2 separate regions of the Oryctolagus cuniculus genome follow, and region 1 is linked to region 2. The links are chromatin contacts, called in public Micro-C maps. All regions are on one chromosome and are shown on one strand. Each heading gives the region's core, a stretch centred on a gene start, on an enhancer-like site or on the middle of the called end of the contact. The rest is flanking DNA. Distances are from core to core; before and after follow the strand shown. Region 1 has its middle 120 kb from the start of KRAS. Region 2 holds the start of KRAS (KRAS proto-oncogene, GTPase).

What was found. A called contact is a pair of places that touch in the nucleus more often than the background predicts.
Region 1: a Micro-C map of ear pinna shows a contact between it and region 2, with 6 times the contacts expected there. The contact joins the enhancer-like site here to the promoter of KRAS in region 2. A contact is called at or near these places in 4 of 6 Hi-C or Micro-C datasets (ear pinna, psoas muscle, skin fibroblasts and 1 more).

Annotation. Positions count from the first base shown.
Region 1 is chr9:122,668,055-122,672,845 of mOryCun1.1, reverse strand. No RefSeq gene overlaps it. Among named protein-coding and RNA genes, the nearest start is that of KRAS, 120 kb to the right of the region's middle. Within about 2 kb of position 1,460, at least 8 of the 8 cell types and tissues checked have an H3K27ac peak or open chromatin away from gene starts, as enhancers often do. A contact at or near this core is called in ear pinna, where this site is marked.
Region 2 is chr9:122,550,917-122,556,052 of mOryCun1.1, reverse strand. KRAS (KRAS proto-oncogene, GTPase) reads left to right here and starts at 2,658. Exons shown (of 6, transcript XM_070049515.1): 1 at 2,658-2,678.

The sequences.
Region 1 (4,791 bases), core at 211-2,710, 120 kb before region 2:
ACTCTGATCCCAGTGGAGCGCTGACTTGATGTGGCTGATACGGCCTCGGCTCCCAGCGCCTGCTTAGCCTCGGGGTGGGGGTCGCAGGACGCTCCGGAGAGGCTTGGCGCCTCAGAACACGCCGGGCGCGCTTGTGAGGGCCCAGCTCTTCAAAGGAAACAATAATAATAGTAATAATAATACGAGGAAAGGCATAGAAAGCCGGTGCTCTTTCCCCGGCGCGGTGGCTGTCGGGAGCCCGCAGCGGGACGAGCGCCCGCCCGGTTCCCATCCTGAGGTAACCGAGGCGCGCGCAAGCGCACGTGAACGTGACCGGCCCGCCGGGCGCGCGGCAGCCCCTGCGCCCCCAACGCCCCGGGGAGGCGGCTCGGGCCCCTGACGGGCGCCGGGCGCGCGGGGGCCACGCGGGTTTCTCCGCCCCGAGAGCCGCGGGAGTGTCCGCGCCGACGCCTCGAGCCGCCTGGCTGGTACACTGATCGATTTTATTATTTCCGTGGTTTACACCGGGAAGCACCGTCCGCGCTCGCCTTTCCCGAACCCGCCCTGACGAGCGGCCACACAACAGCCTTTTTTTTTTTGAACACCCCGAGTCGTCAGCCATTGGACGCGGCCGTGTCCGGGTCCCACGTGGTTGAGCCTCCGAGCGCGTGCCCTCGGCTGCGCCCCTCCAAACTTTGCTTTCCGCAGAAAGCAGAGAGAGAGAGACGCCCTGTTTAAACCGATCCTGAGAAGCACCCGGCGTCCCACAGCACTTAGCAAGTTCCAGCGTTCACGCGCCGCCGCACCCCCGCGGCTCGCGCCCGCGGCCCCTCGCGCGCGCGCCCGCTGAGGGGGAGGGGCGGCGGCGCGCGCGAGCCCGGGCGGAGGTCGCCGCCCTGTTGTGCAAGCGGGACATGCAAATGAGCGGGGTTCCGCCGGCCAATGGGAAGCCTGCTGGGCCGTGACGCGCGCGCGCCATGCGCCCGTAGTATTTATAGATCGTATTTAAAGAGCCCTTGGGAGTCTCCCCGGGCTCGGCTGGGCGGCGGCGCTGCGCGGGGCGGCGGCGGGGCGACCGCTGCTCGCCCGCGGCCTGAGGGGGCGTGGGGGAGCGTCCGGGCACGTTCTCTGGTGGGTTTTGCCCACTTCCTGGCTCGGTTTCTGGAGAGGGGGAGGAAATGCCGTCTCTGACAACACTTTAGCTGCGGACAAAGCCGGCGATTTGGTTGCTCCAGAGGCCCCCGGGCAGGGGGCGCGCGCGGCCCCCAGCCCGGCCCACGCCGTGTCCCGGTGCTCGCCGCGCCGAGGCGGCCTTCCTGGGCGGAGGGCGAACAAAGCCTCCTGGCAAGCGCCGCGTCGTGGGCTTGCGGGGCCGGCGAGAGAGCATTCGTGGAAAATAAATGGATAGATAGTGGCGGTGACGATCGCGGCGTTGGGCGTCTGCGGGCTTCCCGGCCGGCGAACCGCACGCTGCAGTGCGAAAGCAGGAAATGCATTACGTCATGAGAGCCAAGAGCCAAGTGGCCGCGGCTGCATCTGCGGGGCCCGCTGGCTTCCTCTGCTAAACCCCGTCCTGCTTCCCCCGCCTTCTTGGGGGCTATTGTTTTTTCCAGAAGAGTGTGCTGGGCGCTGCCCTGGCGAGGAGAGGCCAGGCGAGGCGCACCAGGGTGGCAGGCCCAGGGGCGGGCAGTGGCGAGGGTGGGGAACTTCACCTTCCGGCCCCAGCCCCAGCCGGCCACGTGCAGCTCTCCCCCCTGGGGAGGAGGGGGGGGGGCGAGCTCTCTGGGAGCCACAGCTCAGTCCTTTGGGAGAGAGATGGCCAAAATCCCAGCAGGGGCTGGAGAGCCGCACCGGGTGCCCCACTGCGGTCCTTACAGGAGCGCGGCCCCCTGTCGACCCCAGGAGGCAGGCCGGAAACAGGGAGAGAGCCGAGCAGGAGGGGCTGGGGGCTTTCTCGACGCCTTGTCATGGGTCTCGGGTCTCTATTCATGGACCAGGCTGCCGAGGTCTTGTCGCTGCTCTTTAGGGACAAACAGGCAAGCAGTGGAGTATTGTGGATTAGCACCGTTCTACCTCTAGGAAAATTAGGAATTTGACGCTAGGCACACCTGTTCTGCTGCTCCCTCACTCCTGGGTTCAGGGTCCTTAAAAGGTAACCCTAACAACCTGTTGCCCTGGGGTCCTGGCCCACTGCACCCCTGGGTGAAGCTTAGCACACAAAGAAGGTGGTGGTACTAGTTCATGGCTATTGACTGTTCTGCACTGGGCAGCAGGCTGCGTGCCTTTGTCAGCGGTGAGCTCAAATGAGGGCAGGTGCTTACTGGCATCCCCTATTTACGTCCCCTACTGCGGAAGCGGGTCCTGAGAATTGACACATCCACCGCCTGGGAGAACCCCAGAGCCTCATTATGGCACTTGCTGATGACCTTGGTCTGGTACCTTCCACACTCAGCCACCTTGCACCTGGAAGGCAGAGGGCTTCATCGCCGTGTGTTTAACGTAAGACAGACTGTTCAGCAAAACCCAAATACAGCTCATTTTCTCATCGGCTCCAGTTTGCACAGTGTAGTGATTGAACTTTGTACAGCCGGTCAGTCCTAGCTGAGGCCTTTGCGTGGTGGTAAATCTGTTCTCCGTAAACGCGCAGGGACCTGAGAGAGGGAGTTCTTGTGTGAGGTCGGGTGAGGTGTTGCTGGGAGTTAGCCGACAACCCCAGTGAAGGTCCCCTGGGCCTGCCTTTGCGTTCCCCCTCGGTGGCCTTATCCTTGGGTCTTTAGAATCCAGACGGGGAAGGCACTGGGAAGGGAAATTGGCTGTGGTTTAGGAAGATGGGGAGGGAGAATTCAAGCGAGGAACCATTTAAAGGTTGTACGTATTCCTATCGTGGTATTTGTGAACGGGAAAACAAGGGGTGGGAAACCAGTTGCCTGCCAGACGTTGAAGTCCATTGTGCCCCCACCCCAATAGGACGGCCGCAGACAACTGTGGAGTCCCACTCAGTGTGTTCATCTGTGAACTGGGAGGCAACCAGCCACGCCTCTGCGGGTAGCCTTGCCCTCATCTGCTCTGCTACCTCCTCTCGCCCTCGAGCCTTTACACGCCCGTGTTTCTCACGGTTCCCTCCCAGGTTCCCTCCCAGGTTCCCTCCCAGGTCCTGTGGCTTTGCCGTCGGGAAGGTTACTGCAAGGTGTTAGCCTGGGGTGGTTCTGTCCAGGAGAAAACAAGGCACAGCTAGATCTGGAGTGAGGCCTGGGCCTGAGTGTAGCAGTGTGACCTGATCCTCCCTGGGTGCCCCTGGTTTCTCCATGGGTAAACTGCCTGTCGACAAAATACTCCCTTGGTGTTCAGACTACAAGTACTTCGAGAAATGTAAAGTACTATGTAAGTTACTAATACATGCGGTAGTTGTAGACCTGGGTTGCATGGCCAGCGCCGCAGCTCACTAGGCTAATCCTCCGCATGCGGCACCGGCACCCTGGATTCTGTCCCGGTTGTTCCTCTTCCAGTCCAGCTCTCTGCTGTGGCACGGGAAGACAGTGGAGGATGGCTCAGGTGCTTGGGCCCTGCACCCGCATGGGAGACCAGGAGGAAGCACCTGGCTCCTGGCTTCGGATCAGCGCAGCGCCGGCTGTAGCAGCCATTTGGGGGGTGAACCAATGGAAGGAAGACCTTTCTCTTTCTCTCTCACTGTCTAACTCTGCCTGTAAAAAAAAAAAAAAAAAAAAAAAAAGCTGGGTTGGAGAGTTATGGACTGATTGGACATCAAGACGCGTTTACTCAGTATCATGTACTTAGGTTATGAGGCCTTAAAGGAGAATGAAGAGAAAAAGAATTTATGTCCATTTATTCTGCCAACTTTCTCTTTCAAGTGCTTTACGGTTATTATCTTTTTTTTTTTTTTTAAAGATTCATTTTATTTGAAAGGCAAAGTTACACAGAGGCAGAGAGAGAGAGAAAGTCTTCCATTCACTGGTTCACTCCCCAGATGGCTGCAACAGCTGGAGCTGGGATGATTGACTCTGAAGCCAGGAGTCAGGATCTTCCTCTGGGTCTCCCATGCAAGTGCAGGGCCCCCAAGGACTTGGGCCATCCTCTGCTGCTTTCCCAGGCCATAGCAGAGAGCTGGACTGGAAGTTGAGCAGCCAGGACTCAAACTGGTGTCCATGTGGGGTGTCGGTGCCACAGGCAGCAGCTTTACCCACTATGCCGCAGCACCAGCCCTATTATTTTCCTTCCTTCCTTCCTTCCTTCCTTCCTTCCTTCCTTCCTATCTATCTATCTATCTATCTATCTATCTATCTATCTTAAATTTAAAAGGTAGACACAAGCCAGAAAATTCTTCCTTCCACTGATTTACTTCCCAAATGTCTGTAACAGCCATGACTAACCTCGAACTCAATCCAAGTCTCCCACATGGGTGACAGGGACCCAAGTACCTTAGCTCCAAGGGTAGACAAGAGCCAGAGGCTGGAATCAGAAACAGCCAGGCCTTGAACCCAGGCACTCGAAATGGGATTTGGGTGCCACCAGCCAGGGTTTGAACAGTTGTGCCAAACACCTGCCCCATTATCTCTTTTAATGATGCTGAGGACTCTGCCCTCATAGTCAGCTTATAGTCAGCCAAGTGACACAGGCACCTGGTAATATGCATATAAAGCCACTAAGAAATTCTGAATTTATCAGGTTGGAGCAGGTAACCTGCTAGTCTCAGAAGTGAGGGAAAGGTGAGGAAGGTAGAAATAACAACAGTGGCACCTGGGCCTTGCAGCCCACAGCGGGATGGACAGACTGCTAAGGAATGGAGGGATCAGC
Region 2 (5,136 bases), core at 1,409-3,908:
CACACGAACGAAGGCAATGGTCTTTTAGCCAGACATAAAGAAGGCCAGCTACCAATCAGGAAAGTGGAGTCCCACAAAGGCCCTTCCTGTTGAAGGAAGTGAATGGCAGGTGCGGTGAGATCTTGTCTCTTGCTTGGGATGTAAGTCTCAGAGAGCGGTCAGCAGAAGTACAGCTCGCGGGGCAGATGGGACTGTACGTGAACTATCGGCAGAGATGCTGGCTCGTGAGAACGGCAAAATTACGAGTTACAGGCAACAGGTGCTTCGCGAGGTGATGAGCCGGGCCCCACAGCCCATTGCTGGGTCACAGGAAGCGCAGTTGATTCCTGGACAAAGCGATCTCAGGATGGTCACACGGGTTTTCTCAAGTATCTGTTTCCTTCCACTCAGCGCTTGCCATGTCCTTGTATTTTGCATCTCACAGGAAGCCGGTGAACACAAGGGGACTTCTGCTGTTCTAGCTTTCATTCTGTCTGCAGCAGAGCCAGTCTTGTAGAGGAAAGGGTGGGCATGGTCTTCATACTGCAGATCAAGGATGTATGCGTGTGTGTATGTAGCTGCCTTTCCTGAACAGTCAGCATAGAGAGCAGAGACTGCAGCTACATCTTAGAGGGAGGCCGGAAACCCCACGTTTCTACCCGGTTTTTCCCTCTGCTGTTTCTCTTCGTGACCGCAGTACAGGCCCGAATGCTTGCCCTTGGGGAGAGCCGAAGGAAGAAGAGCCAAGGGACCACTTATCACAGCTGCCAGAATTGAGGCAGGTGACCCCGAAGTCAGGAGGGGCACGGAGTCAAGAACTTGCGCTGTGGCACAGTGGGTTAAAGCCCCAGCATCAATTGTGGGGACCGGTTCAAGTCCTGGCTGTTCTGCTTCCCATCTAGCTCCCTGCTATTGCACCTGCGAAGGCAGTGGAGGATGGCTGAAGTTCTTGGGCCCCTGTACCCATGTGGGAGACCAGAAAGAAGCTCCTGGCTACTGGTTCCTTGCTTAAGATCAGCTCAGCTCCAGCTGTTGCAGCCATTTGGGGAGTGAAGCAGCAGATAGAAACTACGCCCCCCCCTTCTGTCTCTCTCTCTAACTCTTTCAAATAAATAAAATAAATCTTTTTTTTTTTTTTTTTTTAAAGAATTTGAGTATCTAGATCAGCTTCTAAAGAGGGCAGACGGCTGACCAGCAGTTTAGGATCACCTGATTTGTTAAAAATGGAGATGTCTAGGCCGGTGCCGAGGCTCAATAGGCTGATCCTCCACCTGCGGCGCCAGCACACCAGGTTCTAGTGCCGGTCGGGGCGCCAGATTCTGTTCCGGTTGCCCCTCTTCCAGGCCAGCTCTCTGCTGTGGCCAGGGAGTGCAGTGGAGGATGGCCCAAGTGCTTGGGCCCTGCACCCCATGGGAGACCAGGAGAAGCACCTGGCTTCTGCCTTCAGATCAGTGGTGGCCATTGGAGGGTGAACCAACGGCAAAGGAAGACCTTTCTCTCTGTCTCTCTCTCTCACTGTCCACTCTGCCTGTCAAAAATAATAATAAAAAAAATGACGATGTCTAGTCCACTTTTCACCAGCTGAATGGAGAATCTAGGTGAGGGGCCCAGGAACGTGCAGTTTTTAGTCAGTGAGTCAGGAGGCATTTATCCTTGAGAACCTGTATGTTCTGTGTAAAGGAAGGAGTGTTTTCAGGGGAGGCTGCCAGCCAGCAGTGGGTACGAATGGAAGCAAAGAAAGGAGAGTACCAGGGTAAGAGTTCAGAGAAGTTACAGTCGGGAGCATCAGATAACCTAAAGTCATGTAGGATGTGCAGAAGAATTTTGCTTTTATGTTAAGTGGGATAGGAGGCGCTGGGGGTTAGGATCGACCATGATCTGCCATGAAGAATCATTCACATTTTAACTTAGTGAACTTAGACCACTTTTTTTCAACCTTTCTAAATTAGTTTCTTCCTCTAAAAAGAAAGTGAAAACTAGTCAACCTGAGGAGGTTGTTGTGATGATTAAATAAGATGATATGTGCAAAACATTTTGCCAACACTTGACACGGAGTAGGCACAGCCTTTTCCCTTCCCCGTCTTCCACCTGTCTCTTCTGCCTCCCACCTGGTGCTGGGAGAGGGAGGCTGGAATAAAAGTCGTGCAGATTAAAGCCCATACACGCAGAGAAAGAAAACGGCGATCGCTGATGTCAAGCCTTGGTTAGCAGACATAATGGCTGGGATCTAAAATAACCGAATTGCTGGTCTGTGGTGTGGGCTGGAGGGACAGCACTGGAAGCAGAGGGCCTGCTTAATTCCTCCAGCTCTCCCAGGGGCCTTTGCAGGTAGACTCCGGGCTCGCTAAGGCGTTTAATCGCCCCCATTGTTTCATGTCTGACCTCCTTAGCTCATTACCCAGCCTCCTAATGAACCTTGGAGCGGCTCTCCGCCAGTCTAAACTGCCCTGGGTACTTGCACCGAAAAAGAGTTCGCCTTCCGCTCGGGCTCCGGGGGCACCGGGGACCTCGGAGACCCTTCCTCGGAGACTGTGCACTGGCTTCGAAGCCCCAGAGACACAGCAAACCAACCCGGATCCCCAGGACCAAGACAGGGTCTGTGGCGGCCGTTCGGGCGGCGATCACGAAGCCCCGGGCCTCTCCCGAAGCCACCACTGTCGCCTCCCACGTTTGGCGACTGCCTGTTCACGGACGTGCAGGTGACGACACGAAAGGGCTGTGCTGGACCCTGCGGGGGTCCCCGGGGCTCCTCGGTGTGGACGCGGGCAGGGCGCGCCGACGTCTCAGGGGTCCGACCCTGCCGCGCGGGTCCCACAGCCGCTCCTTCCCGCCCAGGCGCCGCCCGCCCCGCCGCCCCGCCGCCCCGCCGCCCCGCCGCCCCCTCCCCCGCGGGGCCAGCCTCCGCCCCGCCTCCCCGGCGGCGCGCGCGGCCTCCCTCTCAGCCCTCTTCCCACACCGCCCTCAGCCGCTCCCTCCTCAGCGCCGGTCTGGAGAGGAATCGAGCGTGGAACACATCGATAGCTCTGCCCTCTGCGGCCGCCCGGCCCCGAACTCATCGGTGTGCTCGGAGCTCGATTTCCCCGGCGGAGGCAGCAGCGGCAGCAGCAGCAGCAGCGGCGGCTGTGGCGGCGGCGGCGGCGGCGGCGGCGGTGGTGGCGGCGGTGGTGGTAGTGGCGGCGGCGACGGCGGCGGCGGCGGCGGCGGCAGCAGCGGTGGCGGCTGCTCGGCCAGGACTCCCGGCCCCCGCCATTTCGGACTGGGAGCGATTGCGGCGCGGGCCCTGAGGGCTGCGGCGGGGGCCTGAGGCTCGGCGGCTCCCAGGTGCAGGGGAGAGGTAAGGGAGCGGACCACCCCTCCCGGGCCCCTCTGCCCGGGTCTCGACCCTCAGCGCCGGGCGCGGCCGGCGGCGGGCGAATGAATTAGGGGGTCCCGGGAGGAGCCTGGAGGCGGCGGGGGGCGCGCGCGGGCGTCCGCGGTGGCGGGGGGGGGGTCGCGGCGACGCGGGGGGAATGAGGCATGGGCGGTGCGGGGCTGAGGAGGGTGAGGCTAGCGGCGGCCGCCGCTGGTGCAGCTTCCTGGACGGGGAACCCCTTCCTTCCTCCTCCTCGCCGAGAGCCGCGGCGGGAGGCGGCCGGGCGCGGTGGAGGTGACTCCCGCCGCGCTCGGCCTCCCCTCCCCCTCCCCTCCCGCTCGCCGGGGCCCCGGCTCCCGCACCCCTCTGCCCCGCTCCCCGGCGCTGGCTGGGCGGCCGCCGGCTGCATCTCCGGGGCACGCCGCCGCACTTGCCCCGGGAGCGCAGGCTGGCGCGGGGGAGAGGTCCCGGCGGCGGGGCGGCGCGGCGCGGGGCGTGCGGGGCGTGCGGGTCGGGCGGGGGGCGTCCCCGGCCTGCACGCGCTCCGAGACCGCTGCCGGAGGTTATTGTGCAGCAAGAACTGCCCCTGCCCGCCGAGTTCCTGGCGGCTCCCCTCCCCCCCCCCGTGTGAGCTGTGACATTGCCGTGGTCACAAAGGAGGAGGTGGTGATGGTGGTGGAAGAACAGGTGGCCCACGCCCTCCACGTAGAGCCGGGGGCCCGCGGCGGAAAGGAAAAAGTTAATCCCAGAAGGTCTGTTTTGCTTTGTCGGGTGAAAAAAAACGGCGAGGAAACCCGCCGAGCAGAAGCTGGGCTTTTTTTTTTTTTTTTTTTTCCTGGCCAGTGCAGTAGTAGACCCCGGTAGCTCTCATAGTACTTGAAGTTGAATTTGCCTGTGCTTGGCGCTTGCTTTGGCTCGTCTTGGCTGCCCTTCTCCCTATCCCAGGAGTTACCGCAGTACTCCTAAAAAGCAATTAAAAAAAAAAAAAAACTGACTCACGCCAGGAGTTCATTGTAGTAACCGGCCCCCTGTAAACTCTCAGGTCCTTAGAGCTGGAGGCCCAGGCCAGCTGGCTTGAACCTTCAGAACAAGAGGTTAACAGCAGAGGGCTTTGCGGGTTATACGGCTGGGCTAGACCTTGATTTTTCAAAGTCTGTTGGTGGTCAGGGCCTCAGAAATAACCGTGTGGCCGGTGTCACTCTCAGGTCCCCAGTGCTGACTCCGACGTGGGATAGGCTGTGCACATCAAAAATGGTCGCTGTCTGCACTGTTGGATTTGAGGCTGGCCCCATCCACGAGCGTGTTTCCTGCGCCGAGGTGGTGGATGGCAGTTCCGTGGGGTCTAGTCCCACTTTCACCGCTTGCTAGCTGCTGTAATTTTGGGCAAGCGGCCTCTTCTGGCCTGTGATCTTCCATCAGTAAGACTCTGTGGAGACCTACCTAGTTCTTTCTAAAGGGTCTAAATATTACTTGGATTGAGAAAGTGATTTAGTAATTTTTTTTTGTGCTAGAAACAACCACTGCATAAACACATAGACCAAAAGGTGTGTGTTTCTGAATTCACACATATGTATATAACTAAACTGTAATCTATCTGTTCACAGTACCTCCTGGGTCAGCACATTTCTTGGCCATAAGGATCCCTTTACCACTCATACAAATATTGAGGATATCAAAAATTGTTGTATCAGGAGGTATTGTCAATATTTACTGCATTGGAAATTAAACTGAGAATTTTAAAAATCTGGGAATTCATTTAGACATAGAAATAATAAGCTCATTACTTGGTAACATGAATAAATGTT